Linked DNA regions of Mus musculus: region 2 is linked to region 1. The links are chromatin contacts, called in public promoter capture Hi-C maps. All regions are on one chromosome and are shown on one strand. The core of a region is the stretch at or near the end of the contact, and the rest is flanking DNA. Distances in the headings are between cores, read along the strand shown.

Region 1 (2,700 bases), core at 159-2,658:
TGCCCGGCTGAGGATGCTGGGAAGGACTCTGGAGGGTTTGAAGTGCTACTTCAGTAACAAGGAGTCCTGAAGGCGCCCCAGCAGATGTGTTTGCTATGACCAAACCAGCTCCGGAACTGCTAAAGGATGGACCGCAGCAGAAGAGGGCTGCGGGGACTTTCCCTAGACTATGAGGGGAGACAGCAGGGGGCAGGCTTTCTGGGGGAAATGGGTGCAGAATGCGGTGCAGTCTGGGCAGAGGGTTGCCACTCTCTGCTAATGGCGGGTTGTTAATGAGGGCTCTTTCTTCCTTCCTTTTTTCTTTTTTGAGACAGAGTTTTTCTATGCATTTCTAGATGTTCTTGGACTCTTATATACAAGGCTGGCCTTGAACTCATAGAGAACCGCTTGCCTCTGCCACCAATGTGTGGGATTAAAATTGTAGCCACTACACCTGGCCCGGAGCCATCTCTATTCAGTGCAGGTAACTACAGTACAAATCCCTGGCTAAGGGTTTAATCCTGGTTTTTCAAATTGACCTGGACCAGGAACGGAAGACTGGACTAAGACTCTGGTTCTGCCTGTTGGCCCAATCCTTTGCCCTTTCTGCACCTCAGTTAATCGATTAAGTGAGGAGATCGAGCGAAAGCCCCTTCCTCCTAGGTGTTTCCTGTGAGGAGACAGAGAGACAAAGCACTCGTGCTCTGGGGAGCCTGACAGGGCTCCCAACTACGGAGCAAGGCGCCAGAGAGCTGGCGGGAGCTGGAACAAGAATCACTCCTGGCGCCTCCTGACCATGCCGGAGGCACAGAGAGCATGGTACCCACCCAGGGCGGTGCCTGAGGACAGAGGAGCAGGCCAGGTGGGGTCCGCTCGCCAGCCGAGAAAGGACTTCTCAGTTTGCTAGGGACACGCCCCACACTTGCGCCTCGAACTGAGGACCTCTGATCGCCAGTAGGGAAACACTAGAAGACTAAGAAGCTCTTAAAAGAAGAGGCGTGGCCTACGACGTTGTCAAGGGGTTCAGGGAAGTGTGCACAGAACCCGGCAGGATTACGTAATGGCGCAAAAGCCGGTGCCACAATCGGGTAGCTCCGCCCAAGGCGTGGTCAAGGAGTCCAATTCCGGGAGCTAGAGCAGTTTAAAATGTTGCGAAACCGTGCAAGGGCCTCTTACAGCCCCGCCTACGATAGGGCGTGGCCAAGGAACTGAACTCGCAGATGCATGCAAAGTGGGAATTACGTAATGATGCAGGAGGCGGTCCCAGAGTCCCCGGTGGCTCCGCAAGGTGTGGCTAAGAAGCCTACGTCCGGGTGCCTGGCAGTGGCTACGACGGTTGAGTGACGGTGCGAAGAACAAGCCAGTTGGTGACCCCGTCCAGGGCGTGGCAGGGGCTCACAGATCTAAAGGGGATTGTATATTGTCCCAGAGGAGGGACCAGTCCCACGTAGCGCTTCCCTGGTCCTGGTCGGGAACTGGTCTCTAAGCGGCTCACAGCGTCTGTAGGAATTGCGTAGTGGCGCAAGGGGGCAGGGCTAGCGCTGTATGGCTACGCCCAGCCTGTTACCAAGCCAGCTAGTCCTACAGACCAGGCTCAAAGTGGCTGCAGGAAATGTGTAACGTGCAAGGGCTGGGGTCGTCTAGCGGCTGCGTCCAAGAAGCTTCTGCTTTGGGAGGGGGCTGAACTGACTCCGGGAATACATTAGACCACGTGGCCTAAAGTGGCGCCTCGATGGGGGGGGGGCGGGGGAAAAGGCGGAGCCCTAGTTGGAATAGACAGGGCTCTGAAAGGCGGAGCGTGCGCAGGACAGCCCTAGGAAGCACACTTTGCGGGCTGTGGGCATGCTCCGCTGGGCGCGAGCGTGGAGGGTCCCCCGTGGGGTACTCGGTGCCTCCTCTCCCAGGCGTTTGGCGGTTCCTGTCACGTTCTGTAGCAGCCGCAGTAGTGGCCAAGAAAACGCCGATCTGAGGTCAGCCAAGGGCACTGGGAGGGTTGTTCTCCACTGGTCCACTTCGCACGCGGCTTAGCTGGCCCCGCCTCTCCTTTGGCCTCGCCCCTTTTTTCTTTCACTCTCTCCTCCCCCTTACTCCATGGTGGCCCCCACCTTCCAGGCCGCTGCCGCTGTCTTATAATCTTCTAGATGGAGACGCGACACTCCCAGCCATCGTCTTTTTGCATGGGCTCTTCGGCAGCAAAACCAACTTCAACTCCCTCGCCAAGGCAATGGTTCAGAGGACTGGCCGGAGGGTGAGCTTCCGGATGGGGCGGTGCATGGGTGGGCGGGGGCTAAGGGGTAAGGCTGAGGGCAGTGGACCTAGTTTCAATCACTCAGGTCTGGGCTCTTGGTGACCTGAAAATGGAAAGTTTCAGTGCCCAGTAAACCGTAAAACATCTATGAAGAGGCCTGGTCCTGTAAGATGCCCCACAGTTAGTCCATTTATGTTACTGAGACATAACAGGTCTCTTTGTCAGGTCCCAAAGAAACTTGGGACAATTTTGTGGCACCTACTAGCATGCCAAAGCACACTCTAGCCTCCTGGCTTACTCAGTACGAGTGGCAGCTCTCTGCTCTTGTTACCCCCGACCCCTTACTATAAACCTTTCCAGTCCAGAGGCTTCCCGTCCCCCAGCGTCTCTTTCCTGTTAACCCAGCCATTTAAGCCATTTGCTCCCTGACTACTCTGATCCTCCTTTGGTCTGCATGCCCTCTCTCCTTGGCA
Region 2 (2,700 bases), core at 196-2,695, 550 kb after region 1:
CAGGTTTGCACCAACATATTCAGCTCTTGGTATTATTATTAATATTATTATTATTTAATCAAGACAGGGTTTCTCATTGTACCAGTGGCTGTTATGGAACTAGGTTAGTAGACTGGCCTCGAACTCGAGATTTGCCTGCATCTGCCTCCCAAGTGCTGGGATTAAAGGTGTGTGCCATCACCACTTGGCTGCACTCTTAATTTTATACCCAGCTTTTAGAGCAGGGCCTGCTATATAGTTTGAAAGTCAGAGTCTTAACTACCCCAAAGGCACATGTATTTGTGCAGAGACTGGGCTCTTACCTACTGTGGTGGTTACTTTTAATTGTAAACTTAAAAAACTAAAATAATCTGGAAAGGATATCTTGATAAAAAATTGTCTAGATTCAGTTGGCCTGTGGACATGTCTGTGAGGGCTATTTTGAGTATATTAATTGAAGTGGACTTGCCCACCATGAGCGTCACCATTCTTTAGGTAGGGAACTCTGAACTAAGAGTAGAGAAATCAAGCTGAGCTGTATTGCAGTGAATCAATTCATTGTTCTGTGCTCTTGACTGTGAATATAATATGACTAGCTGCTTCAAGATCTTGCTACGTTGACTTCCCCCAGCAATGGTGGATTGTGTCTTCTTAGCTGTCAATATAGACCTAGACTGGGGTCATCTGAAAAAACCTCAAAGAATTGCCTCAATAAGACTGGCCCGTGGCCATGTCTCTGAAGACTTGTCTTCATTGATGATTGATGTGGGCGGGCCCAGCCAACTCTAGGCAGCACCATCCCTAGGCCTGAACTATACAAGAATGCTAGCAGAGCCCATGCTACAGGATCAAACCCAGTAAGCAGCATCCTTTAATGTTCTCTTCTTCCAATTTTGCCTTGAGATCTGACTTCCCTCAGTGATGGAGTGCGACCCAAAATAACCTTCTCCTCCTCAAGTTGCTTTTGGGCATAGTATTTACCATAGTAACAGGAAGCAAACTAGAACAGACTATAACCTGGAATTTCTCCCTTATGATCCTTTCATCAATGCATTTTATCCTAGAGACCAGCAGTAAAACAGATACCCTCTTTCCAGATTCCCATCTTGAGGCCCAGTCTGTCACTGAGGGCATCAACCCACCAGTCCCTTGCTCAATGATGTGGCCGATGAAGCTGGACTGAGAAACACTCACATCACACCGTCACTGGTGCAGCTCTTGTCGGTGAACTTATAGCTGTACACCCAGCTCCATGGGATCACATAGTAGCTGAAATTAGGGCAGCAGGACATAGCGATGCTGCTCCCACCTAAAAACAGGCAGAGGAAGGGCCGTGGGATGGTCTTGTCAGACAGGAGGAGCTTCAGGGGGAAGGGGAAGGAGAACCAGCTACATACATGTGGCAACACCAAGCTGGACACTGAGGAAGATGGCCAGGAGAACAAGGAGACCCAAATCGAAGAACATTCTAGAGAAACTTAAGGTTGAAAACAAAGTAGTTGTGTGTCTGTGTGTGTGTGTGTGTGTCTGTGTGTGGTGCATGACTCTGTGAGTGCATGAGGGCATGAGTAGGCAGAGGTCAGAGGAGGACATGAAGCGCTTCCTGAGTGCTGGGATTAAAGGTGTGTGCCACCATCACCTGGCTCATGTCCTATATTTTATAGACGGTTTCTGTATTACTTTCCCTGTTGTCATAATGAAACAGCTGACAAAGGCAGTTTACAGAGAGGGGACTGTCTTGGCTCATGGTTTGAGGGCACAGTTCATGATAAGAAGTCCACAGCGGCAAAGTATGCGGCGGCTGATGTCATTGCATCCAGTCAGGAAGCAGAGAGAGATGCACTGATGCCTGGTGCTCAGTCTGTGCTCTGTTATTGAGCCATGCTAACCAGCCTCTTACTGGGCTAGATGGGTAACTGTACCCCTGCCCCAGTCCATCCCTGACAAATTCTAGGCAAGCATTCTATCACTAAACCACATCCCTGCATTTGATTTGAAAAATAACTTATTTATGTGTTTGTTGTCGGGGTTGGGGGGGTCAGCATGTGTGAGCATGCGTAAGGACTGTGTGTGTGTGTGTGTGTGTGTGTGTGTGTGTGCGCGCGCGCGCACGCGTCAGAGGACAATTTGAAGAGTCTATTCTCTCTTCCCATCCTGTGAGTCTTGGAAATTGAACTCGGGTCATCTGGCTTGGCTGCAGGTGCCGTTGCCTGCTGAGCCATCTCTCCAGTACAGCCTTTGAATTTTTGAGCTAGGATCTCATTGCCTTTCAGGGTGACTTTTAAACGGCAATCTCCCTGCTTCTCCCTCCCAAGAACTAGGGTTACACGTGTGCCCAGAGTCCAGTGTTTCACTATGGCTCTGTCTAGGACTGTCTTCCTCCATGGTTAGTCATTGTTGACTTTCTTTTATGAAACACCAGGATCCCTCCATGTAAGGGGTGTGTCCATAATCAGGCTTCTGCTGTAATCTACCTTCTCAGTATGCGTGCACAGTGCTCTGTCCAAGACTTTCATTCTCCTGTCTTGGTGGAGGAGATCCAACCCAGAGCCTCGCACTCCAGCATATCCTTCATCTCAACCCCTCTGGGTCCTGTTCAGCTGCCCGCTTCTCCTATGGTTAAAGTCTCTGCTCCATACCCTCCAGGTTGCTGGCTGGGATCTGGTTACATTTGTATGGACGATCCAGAACCCCCCTTCCATCTGGGGTGCTTCTCAAGGT

Evidence for each region. Promoter capture Hi-C pulls out the DNA fragments that hold promoters and counts their contacts.
Region 2: a promoter capture Hi-C map of pre-B cells shows a contact between it and region 1, with 2.5 times the contacts expected there. The contact joins the promoter of Ccl26 here to the promoter of Abhd11 in region 1. A contact is called at or near these places in 2 of 39 promoter capture datasets (hippocampal neurons and pre-B cells) and 1 of 115 datasets of contacts at active chromatin or transcription factors (pancreatic cancer cells).

Annotation. Positions count from the first base shown.
Region 1 is chr5:135,007,891-135,010,590 of GRCm38.p6, forward strand. It overlaps Abhd11 (abhydrolase domain containing 11), which reads left to right and starts at 1,409. Exons shown (of 6, transcript NM_145215.2): 1 at 1,409-1,949; 2 at 2,092-2,227. The coding sequence starts at 1,822.
Region 2 is chr5:135,562,124-135,564,823 of GRCm38.p6, forward strand. Ccl26 (chemokine (C-C motif) ligand 26) reads right to left here and starts at 1,446. Exons shown (of 3, transcript NM_001013412.2): 1 at 1,377-1,446; 2 at 1,174-1,288. The coding sequence starts at 1,446.